2 separate regions of the Mus musculus genome follow, and region 2 is linked to region 1. The links are chromatin contacts, called in public promoter capture Hi-C maps. All regions are on one chromosome and are shown on one strand. Each heading gives the region's core, a stretch centred on a gene start, on an enhancer-like site or on the middle of the called end of the contact. The rest is flanking DNA. Distances are from core to core; before and after follow the strand shown.

Region 1 (5,525 bases), core at 1,385-3,884:
TAACCAGCATCAAAAGTCCCAGTAATGCAAAGTTTTTGCTTTAGTAGTTCTGGTATCTTGTTAATCACAGCTGATTCTTCAGCCCCAGCTATGTTGGGAGCCTTTCTATCTATCCTCCCTCTGCAAATCTATAAAGTTAGTGTCTTCCCCACAGGAGTAGAGAGCTCAGAAGAGGAATAAAATACATCATATTAGGTAATGTAGTGGCAGTGTCCTAATTTGGTCAGTATGTTTAATATGCAATGCAGAAAGTTCCCATTGTAGTTATCATTGAATGTGTAAAGACAAGATGAAAGTTAGCAGTCACTACTCAGTTCTGGTCGTCTGGCAGCTCACAACAGTCTGTCTGTAACTCCAGATCCAGGCAATCTAACCCCCCACAACCCCACCCCCGCCGACTTCCACCAGCACTAGGCATGCATGGGGTGCACACACACACACACACACACACACACACACACACGTATACATATATATGCAGGCAAATATTTGTACACAGAAAATAAACCTTAAAAAGTAGCATGGTCAAGCATACCTGTAATCCTGGCACTTGGAAGATGAAGGCAGAAAGACAGAAGTTTGGGACTAGTGAGATGGCTCAGTGGGTAAGAGCACTGACTGCTCTTCCAAAGGTCCTGAGTTCAAATCCCAGCAACCACATGGTGGCTCATAACCACCCATAATGAAATCTGACACCCTCTTCTGGTGTGTCAGAAGACAGCCACAGTGTACTTATGTATAATAAGTAAATCTTTGGGCCGGAGTGAGCAGGGACTGGGCGAGTGGAGTTGACCGGAGCGAGCACGATTGACTGGAATGAGCAGATGTCCTAAATATTCAATTCCCAAAGTAGGTAGGCTCCTAATGTAGTAGGTTGAGAATTAGTGGTCTGTAATAAATGGCCCACTCACTCTATCTATTTTCAGTTTGTTTTTGGATTCACTAAAATCTTGTTTTATTTACTAGCATTTGTTTGTATACTAAATTTTTAAAACTTTTGCTTTTACATTTATTTGATTTGTATATGTATGTGTGTGGAGGTCAGAGGAAAATTTGTACATGGTGTAGCATTCCTTCCACCATGTAGTTTCTGGAGATGGAAAGAACCAGGTTGTCAGGCTTGGCAGAAAGTATCTTTGCCCATAGAGCCATCTCCCTGGCCCCATGACATAAATCTTTTGATCAGTCCCATGAACTTGTGTTTGTCTGAGTTCCTTACAAGTCTTCTCTGCGTTCCTACACCTCTCTGCATCAAGTCTTTGCTTTGGAGCTTTGCCATCTTGGCCTGATGTTCTGACTGGCATACTCTGGTGAACACTTCCTTTCCAGTGTGGGAGCCTCTGACTCAGTGTATGGCCGCACCTGCAGGTAGTCGGGGCTCGTTCTCATCTGTACTTAAGCTCACAGAGGTTCGTAAGGTTTGGGATGCCATGGTGTCAGTGTAGAAAGAGATTGTTAGAGTTCTGGTCAGTGTTGTTATATTAGTAAGTTCCTGAAAACATAAAGTAAAATTTTGCATCATGAACCATGTTTTCTGGTAATGTGTTTTTCACTTCTGTGTCATAGCTGATCCCAGTAGATAATATAAATTCATTTCCACTAGTTAGACTGACTGAGTCCAGACACCACTTCCTTATTTCTGTCGTGTATTTAGCTACTTCTGGTCTTCTTCAGAACACAATTGAGGAATTGTGTTGAGGCTCATCACAGTTAAACAATGGGCCTCTTAGAGAGTACAGTGTGTTTTGGCACACTTTTTGTTTTGCCTACTTGTTTGTTACTGAAAAGTATCAAAAAGTGAAAGGATTGGAGAGAGGCACTACTTACTTTTTTTTTTTTCATACAGCATTTTTGAGTAGTGGTAAAACAATATAGGCTATATTATCATTTTATTATGAAGTGTGTTTGACTTGGTTTGGGGACAGGATTTCATGTATCTTAGGCTGTGTTCAATTATTTTTTTTCTTAAAGATTTATTTATTTATTTATTCATTCATTCATTTTTATGAATATGAGTATACTGTACTATATATACAGTATGTATACAGACAGTATGCTGTCTTCAGACACACCAGAAGAAGCCATCAGATCCCTCTTCACAGATGGCTGTGAGCCACTGTGTGGTTGCTGGGACTTTTTGAAGAGCAATTGGTGCTCTTAACTGTTGAGCCAGCTCTCCAGCCCTGTGTTCAACTCTTCATGCATCCAAGAATGACTTTGAAGTTCTTGCCTCCAACCTCTCTGTGGTAGGATGCATGCGCCCCTTGTCTGGTTTTGTACAGTGCTAGGGACTGACTACCACTAAGCAGGCACTCTTTACCAACTAAGCCTCATCTCCAGTCCTGTGAGTTGTTTTTGTGTCTATTGTACCTGTCTAAAATATAAGGTTAAAGAATTTTATTGGGACCTTACCAGGCACTTTTTAGGCACTTAACACTGTCTGTAGGAGCAGTGCACAAAAAGCTGCGTTGTGGGAAAGAGACTAAGGCCATAAGTCAGCAGTGAGGGGCAAGTACAAGCTTTTCAAAGGTAACCCTGTTAGTGTGACCTGCTTTATCTGTGTCTAGTGAACGGCTGGGTGAGAAAAGGACTGCTACATTCAGGAGGGATAGGCTTCACTGGGGAGCAGAGCATGGTCAACATGAGTCAGTCGGCAGTCCTGTCTAAGGTATGCACAGTCCTTGCCCTTTGGGCTGAGTGAACTTGGGGGAGAAAAGTGACGTAAGTTATTGACTAATTGTCACAGTTATAATTCAGTTCCGGAAGTCATCCAGCACACTGGATTAGTATAGAGAAAAGCATGAGGAATGTTGGTTTTCTAACATATAATTTAATATCAGAATTTATGTAAGGTAGGGATCTTCTACTGCTATACTCCACGGTTTTTATAAGGCTTGGGGTCTGGTACTAGGATTAGATCTGTGTCATGTTTTAGGTAAGTCTCTTACTTCTTGATACTCGCCTGTGAAATGTGGCAGGTAATGTGTGTCAAAGTAATGCCCCAGAGCAAGTAGCGAGTGTGAAGGAAAGAAGAGCTGCGGGACTCAGAGGGAAGTAAGAATGTTCTCATCTCTCGGTTCTCAGGTTATAGCTGCTTTTCTCCAAGTCCTAGAATTTGAGCTAACTTGAAGAAATAAAGTTTATTTTAAATTTTGTGTGGATTTAGTTGGCCTCATTTTTATTGTAGATAAAAGTTTTCTCACAAAAGATCAAGATTCAATTACCATTCAATACCTTGTTTACTGAGGAGTTGTTTGATTTTCTAACATACGTACTTTTACATCAGAATTTATGTAAAGTAGGGATCTTCTACCACTGTCCTCCACAGTTTTTATAAGATGGATGAGAGCTCAGATGGTCAGGGTAGCTGTCTCCAAGCCTCATGACCTGAGTCTGATCCTCAGGACCCACACAGAAAGGAGCAAATTCACTGTTTCAAGTTGTTTGCTGACCTAACATACTCCTTCATGTGCATCCTGAATGGATGGATGGATGGATAGATGGATGGATGGATGGATGGATGATTTAAAAGCAAAAATAGGTCTGGAGAGATGGTTTGGTGGGTAAAACACGCCAAGCTAGTGTCAGGGCCTTAGTTTGGATCCCCAAAACCCATGTAAAGCCAGATATAGTAGTACATATTCCTGGTGTTCCTATAACAAGAAGAGAGAGATGGAAACAGGAGAATTCCTCAGAAACTCATGAGCCAGATAGCCTGGCATGCACAGCGGTAAATGAGACCCTGGCTCAAAACATGGAAAGCAAGGGCTTATCCATGAAGTTACCATTTGACCTCCAAATGTGTGCTTACACATTCTCAAGAAGATTAAATAACAAAGACAAGGGGACTAGATAGCTTCTTCCAGAGGACAAAGTTCAGTTATTGGCACCTACATTAGGTGACTCACAGCCTCTAGTAACTCCAACTCCAGTGGATCAGATGTCTTCTTTTGGCTACCTCGAGCAACCCCACACAGGCAAAACTCACACAAGCACACACACATAATTTTTTTAAATATAAAAGACAAAATATATATCTATACATGAATGCAAGTAGAGTTAAAATATCCACCAAGATAGCTATGAGAGAGATGTCACCTGTCTATCTGAGCAGAGCATTAAAAGGTGACAGGCAGTCTTGGCATTACAGCCACACTGCCTTATTAAAATGAACTCTAATGTCCAAAAACTGTTATTTTGTGTTTGTACCACAGTAAGAGCCAAGATTTTAAGCTCTACTCAAAACAAAACAAAACAAACAAAAAGACTTTTTATCTATTTATGTTCATTAAAAACTAATAGTGATATATTATTTTAAAATGTCATACACAAAAATTAATTGATTGTGCTGTTTGTTAATATATTTGGAGTTATTTAAAATTCATATTGAGAAAAATGTATGTATTTTCAGTTACTGTAGACAAACATCTACATAAGACTGTTCAACTGATTGTTGTTTTATATCAAACAACTTTTATAATACTCATTTTTATTGTTAAAATATTTTATAAATTTTAAAGAATATGGTAAAAAAAGGTATTGCAGGTTTTGAAGGGGGCTCTCTGGGAGGAGTTGGGGTACAAAAGGGAAAGAAGAATGTGATTTACTCAAAATATGTTTTTAAATGTTAACAAATTCAGATTTTAAAAAAAAGCATTCTCTTTGGACTACTTAATGGTATTTATTTATTTGTTCCCTTAGTTGACTGCCATTCTGACTACTGGTAAGCTGGAATCTCAGCCTAGCCTTGATTTGCATTTCCCTGATGGTGTCTTGAGACTGGGCATTCTTTATGTGTTTATTGATGTTTGTATTTCAGATTTGTTTTGTGCCCATGTGTTTGTGAATGCCACAGTACCAGAGGACAAAGTTGGAATTCAGTTCTCTTCCTGTCACCTTATAGGAGTCTATCAAAGTGTTTGTCAGGCCTGGATGTAAGCACCACTAGCTACTGAGCCACCCCCTCTGGTCCTTATTTTTTGACAACTGTTTGTTAATTTCATTAGCCCATTAATTGATTGTGCTGTTTGGTTTTGTTGTTGTTGTTGTTATTTGGGGTTTTTTTGTTTTTTGTTTTAGTTCTTTGTATATTCTGTCAGGTATGTCCAGCCTGCAGTTCATGGGCCACATGGATAGAAAGAGACCCAAAACAAAATATTAAACAGTTCAAATATTATGAGTTTTTGGTCTTTTTGTATGTGTGTGATTTAGTTTTTTAGTTTATAGATGATACTGTGTTGCAGTAGCAAAGGCTGAATACACTTTATTGAACCTCTATGATATATATATATCTGGGCAAGTTCCCCTCATTATCTGGGCTGCCTCTCACTTGGTTAACTGTTTCCTTTATTGTACAGAAGCTGTCATGTCATGATGCCCCATTTGTCCCTTGTTGACCTTATTTCCTGAGTGAGAGCTCACTCAGAACAGTGTTGAGTATTTGCCCTAGTTTTCCTTTAGCAGTTTCAGAATTTAAGGGCCCTGTTCAGAGCCTCTGTGCCTGTGCCTGTGTCTTAAATGTTTTC
Region 2 (5,525 bases), core at 1,719-4,218, 550 kb before region 1:
GGTGGATCTGAGTTTGAATTCAGCCTAGTCTAGAGCTACAAGGACAGCCAGGACTACACAGAGAAGCCCTGTGTAGAAGGGAAAGTTAAAAAAAAAGACATGAAATTTCCATTTAATCCCAACACTCAACTCTGCATTTGTGAACACCATAGTAGTTCCAAAGTAGCCAGTGTCAGAGCTAGTGACACACGCCTTTAATCCCAGCACTTGGGAAGCAGAGAATTTGTTTTCAAGGTCAACCTGGTCTACACAGTGATAACCTGACAAGATAAAATAAACCCAGTTATTCTTTAAGTCTTAACTGACTCATTTAAAATCTTACATATAGCAACATACCTATTTATATAGCTTTTTGAATTTTCAAATTGTCAAATCTATACTCTGCAAGCATGGCAAGACAAACCAGATAGAACAGCCTAACTGAGAGCTGTTGATGGGACATTTAAAAGTAAAACAATTCTCATTTGGTCCAAGATGTCACCAATGTCAACAATCTTTGCCAAGAGAAAGTTAATCTTGATTTCTCACTTTTACTTACACACCTTTGATGTTACCAAACATTAGGAAAACCATTCAATTCTAATAAAAATTAAGATACAACTAAGATAAAGACATAGTTCTTTTGATCTATGACCTTAACTTTGAGCTGGAAGCTGGAAGATAAGCAGATACTAGCCAGACTTTTCATTAAAAAATAAGCCATGCAATGGTTCTGACAAGCACATTTCATTTCAAATTCTGAGTTCACACAAAAGGAAGTTCCTTAATTGAGGGCCCGATCTAGATCCTCAAAATTAGTGCCGGCCCTGTTCTTTTAAGTCCTACTTCTTTACTACTGCAGTTGTAGCTCCCTGACCACCTATGAGATCCTTGACTTCTCTCCCAATCTTTATTTATTTATTTATATTTTGGTTTTTTGAGACAGGGTTTCTCTGTGTATCCCTGGCTGTCCTGGAACTCACTCTGTAGACCAGGCTGGCCTCGAACTCAAAAATCCACTTGCCTCTGCCTCCCAAGTGCTGGGATTAAAGGAATGGACCACGACTGCCCAGCTGTTGAGATGTTTTAAAGACAGGCTCTTACTCTTCAGCACTAGCTGACCTCAAACTCAGTGATCCACCTGCCTCTGCCTTACCCCCCAGTGCTGGGACCAAAGGTGTGTGGCACCATGCCCGACTGCAAAGGTTTTAGTTTTAAGAGCCTACTTTGCTGGGTGTGGTGGCACTTGCCTTTAATCTTATCACTCTCCAAACAGAAGCAGGTGGATCTGAGTTCAAGGCTACCCATGGATTCATAGGGGAGACCTTCTTTGGGAAATTGAAAAGGCAATAGGAAATAGGTAGCAGGTTTTCATTTCCATAGTTTTCTGAATAGCAACCAAAAGGTCAAAACCACTTGAGGTCACTGAAGTTTATTTTGTATAGCACTCATCTGGGAGAGAAGGAAATCACTTACACATAGTAGACCCAAGGCCTGAGGGTCGTTTAATTAACTTTCATTGTTGTCTAACCCAAATTTAGCCCATAATCTTGCCCTATTATAAATAAGCACATTGCCACAAGCATATAACTACTTAGCCTTAGGGTGGGGTTAGGCAGACAGATCTAACCAGTCAACACAGGCCAGGTTCACAGCCACCATTCCTTGACAACATCCTCTCTCAAAGTAAAAAGTATTATGCTCTCTATATAAAAAACAGCTGATATTGGATTCCTGTATAAAGCAGTTTATTATAATCCTTAACAGAAAATAAATGCAAGTGGACCCACACAAGCTAAATCCCGTTTTCTTTGTAGATAACATCCTGAATCAGCTTAAATGTCTTTGTCAAAGAGGTCATATTTCACAGCTCAGAGCCAACTCATCTAATCTTAGAATAAAAGTATCAGGTAGCCGAGAATTTCTGTAACACAACTATTTCCCACTTAAATCCTATTTAAAAAAAAATAGCACAGAATAGCCGAGAATTTCTGTAACACAACTATTTCCCACTTAAATCCTATTTTAAAAAAATAGCACAGAAACTGAACAGCAATCCAGTCCAGTCTTCTGCCTAAGTATAAGGAGATCATTTCATTTTACGCTCGGGACAAAGTGTGCTAACTGAAAAATTTGCAAATGCAGTTTTCTTACCCTCAAACACCATTTTAGAGAGCTGTCCAACACCAGGGTGCACGCTGGTTCTCTACAGCTAGTTCTAAAAGAGCTCGTACAAAGAGGTCGTATTTCTACGTTCTCCCATCTTAGGAGATGCTAGAGACGTTCTTAGTATTACCTGCAGCGTTCAGACCTATTCTGCCCTAGAAAAATGAGATTCCACACGCTGGGCCAAGAGGGAGAGACTGGCAAAAAAACCGACCAGGTGGTGCCGAAGTTCCAACGTGCAGTTATTGGAAGCTCCCCCCGCCCCTCTAAATGTCCGTGACACTAGTAACCGAATAGAAAACAGCTTTGTCCTTTTCAGCTGTGACGCCCTCCTGCGAGGGGCCCCAAGGTCACCCACGTACCCCGACAGCCGTTCCCTGGGGCGACTTCCTCCAGCCGCCACCACGTGCTCCCGGCGGAACAAGCCTGCGCCTCAGCGTGGTGACTCTCGAACCCGCGGCCTAGCACTGGCCTGCGAAGGCCCGGAGGACCCGAGGGGCGCAGGGTACAGCGGCTCCCCACACCCACCGCGCTGCACCTGCAACCCGCGCTCCTCAGCCCCGGACTCCGCGACACCCCTCCGCCTCCCCGCCCGCACCACCCAGGCCCTGGCGTCTCGCTCTGGTCCGCCCGCCACGCGAGGACCACGATGGGCCGTGCCGCTGACAAGGGAGTCACTCACTAGGAAGCGCCTCTACAGTCCGCAATGCAGCAGCCCGCGCTCCGCACGCCTTCTGAAGGCAGCGCTGCCTCCCACCCAAAGCTTATAGCTCGGCCCCACCCCCCGGCCGGCCCTCTGGATCTACGTCACTTCCTTCCGCACGTACACCTACCGAGGTGCTCCCCCAAGACCGCTGGAGGCGAACTGCGCGCGCAGCCAGTGCGTGCGCGGAGTAGCCTAGAAAAGGCGCCAAGGCGGCAGGTGTCGGGAGAGCGCGTGCGATTGGCTGCGGCTCGCTTTCTCCACCGCACCCCTCCCCCGCCGTGTCTTTGGAGTTGGCCTGTCGCCCTCCGCCTAACCTTGACCGACACCCAACCCTGCGGTGCAAGTTCGAAAGTATCAGCCTTTACTCTTTAAAATATTCCTACTTGCAGGCTTAGGTCTCCGCCAAAACCATATCCTAAAGACGAGTTTTTGCAGCTCAGAGATGCTTTAAAGGAAAAACTTTAAAGCAAAACTGCAAATCTTTTTTTTTTTTTTTTTTAGATTTTAACAAGCAGCGCTTAAGCCAAGCAAAGAGCTACCAGTGCTCACTATGTTCAGCCTATGGAAGGGAAATAGGAACCAATGATTTACTAGGGTGATAAAGTTGTAGATTAACTTGCATGTTTATCGCCATTATTGCTTTTAGAGGGTTGTTGCAATGCATAGCAAATAAAAGGAGTTCTGTTAAAACTGCAAACGTTCACACTCTTTTCTTCCTATCTGTACTTTACTGCCCAGCCTGTGGTAAATTTACAAATAACAAAGAGAGTGGTATCTTAAACCACAACAGGACTACAGATAGCGCGCTCCCAGATGGAGCCCTTAGGGACCCTGGGAATGTCTTTTAAAGTACTAATCTACTTCCCAGCCACGAATTTGACCTTTGGCTTATCTGCTCTAAAATTCAACGCGTATTTGGGATTTACTAACTGCTGGTCCCTTTAGACCCTTCTTTGTCCAAATTGTACTACTCCAGAAAATATATATAAAGCCAGAGCACACAGCCATTGAGAGATCTCTGAAATTCAGACCATAAGCAGGTCTTGGTGGCACAGGCCTTAATTCCAGTGAAAGGCAGAGCAGGCATATCTCTTGAGTTCAGGCCAGCCTGGTCTACATAGAGAGTTCCAGAACAACCAGGGCTACAAAAAGAAACCCTGTCTAAAAACAATAAAACAAAAAACAAAAAAGGAAGAGGAAGAGGAAGAAGAGGGGGTAAGGAAGAGGAGGAGGGAGAGGGGGATGGGAGAGAAGAGGAAGAGGAAGGGGAAGAGGAAGAGGAAGAAGAAAAAAAAAAGAAGAAATAATGATTCCGGCTATAGACTGAGTCCCTGTAAGAGAAGCACAGAAGCACACAGCAGTGTTTGGTACCCCCATAGCTCAGAATTTGGAGCAGAAAGATGGGTGACTTCCAGGCCAGCTTAGGCTGTACAGCAAGAACCTCCATCTCAAAAAACAAATGAAAACAATGATGGCAGTTTGAAGTGAAGGTCTTTCTGTTTCACTTAAATTTTTTATTCTATTTTTAGTGTGTGTGTGTGTGTGTGTGTGTGTGTGGTTATGAACCTGGGTGCTCATGAAGTCAGAGGACAATGTTTGGGAGTTGGTTGCCTCCCATCTTGTGCAGGATCAAACATAGGTATTTACTGGGCCATCTTATGGCAAAAAAAAAAAAAAAAATTTTTTTTCTTAAAGACTGGGTCTCGGGGAGATGGGAGAGGAAGTTTGTGGAGGGGAAACTGGGAAAGAGGATAACATTTGAAATGTAAATAAATAAAATATCCAATAAGAAGAAAGAAAGGGAGAGAGAGAGAGAGGGAGGGGGAGAGGGAGACTTGATCTCATGTAGCCCAGGCTGGTCTAATCCTCCAGTCTCCATCTCCAAAGTGCTGGGAGTACAAGCCTATGCTACTACACCCAGGATGCTAAAGAAGGAGCCCGGGGCATCCTGGGTGGTAGGCAAGCTCTCTACTAACTGAGCTGCACCAAGCCTGGGGTGAAAATTTGATACCTTTGTGAAAATAAATAAATAAATAAATAAATAAATGGTTTAGGAAATGCAATTGAATACTATTTGTTTCTATGGAATTGCAAGTAGTAGTTTTATACTAACTAACAGAAATTATAAAGTCAACATCAAAGAGAATGCCAATATTTTTCTTTTCACACTTGATCTTAGCCAAAAGGCCGAGAAGTGGTAATAATTTTCTTTTCATGCATTATCGAGTGATAGTGGACTCGATATGATTAACTCCCCCACTAACCCCTTTTGCCGGGAGGTTTGCAGGCTCCCCCTCCTCTGCAACCTCAAGAAAATGAATGGTAATTTGTCTTCCTTTGTTGCAGAGCTTGTATATAACAGAATAGAAAAGAAACCATTTCTTTTGCCTCCTATTCTATACATTCACCTATTTTGTCATGGATTGTCATTTCTTGTTAGCATGACAACCAAAGTGAGCGTTTTCTCTTCTACTCCAGGAGGCTCAGTAGTTTACAGGATTGAAATGAAACATGCTTGGTTAGCTTTTAATGCCATCTCTGTGAGCCTGGTCTACATAGTGGACACCAGGACATCCAGAACCACTTAGTGAGGCCATGCCGGTGGGGGCAGGGTGGGGGTGGGGGCCACATGAAACATAGTTTGGATAACTTTTATTTAAACTACCCATTTTCA

The links. Promoter capture Hi-C pulls out the DNA fragments that hold promoters and counts their contacts.
Region 2: a contact with region 1 is called in a promoter capture Hi-C map of liver, with 3 times the contacts expected there. The contact joins the promoter of Tfrc here to the enhancer-like site in region 1. A contact is called at or near these places in 10 of 39 promoter capture datasets (the C10 cell line, cranial neural crest, frontonasal cranial neural crest and 6 more), 1 of 15 datasets of contacts at CTCF or cohesin (the NIH/3T3 cell line), 1 of 484 Hi-C or Micro-C datasets (nephron progenitors), 4 of 115 datasets of contacts at active chromatin or transcription factors (embryonic stem cells, large pre-B cells, memory CD8 T cells and 1 more) and 1 of 9 other capture datasets (adipose tissue).

Annotation. Positions count from the first base shown.
Region 1 is chr16:32,056,125-32,061,649 of GRCm38.p6, reverse strand. All of the region lies in intron 1 of Pak2 (p21 (RAC1) activated kinase 2), which reads left to right. Among named protein-coding and RNA genes, the nearest start is that of Gm26419, 7.0 kb to the left of the region's middle. Within about 2 kb of position 2,634, at least 109 of the 459 cell types and tissues checked have an H3K27ac peak or open chromatin away from gene starts, as enhancers often do. A contact at or near this core is called in adipose tissue, liver, memory CD8 T cells and 1 more, where this site is marked.
Region 2 is chr16:32,606,339-32,611,863 of GRCm38.p6, reverse strand. Tfrc (transferrin receptor) reads right to left here and starts at 2,968. Exons shown (of 19, transcript NM_011638.4): 1 at 2,828-2,968.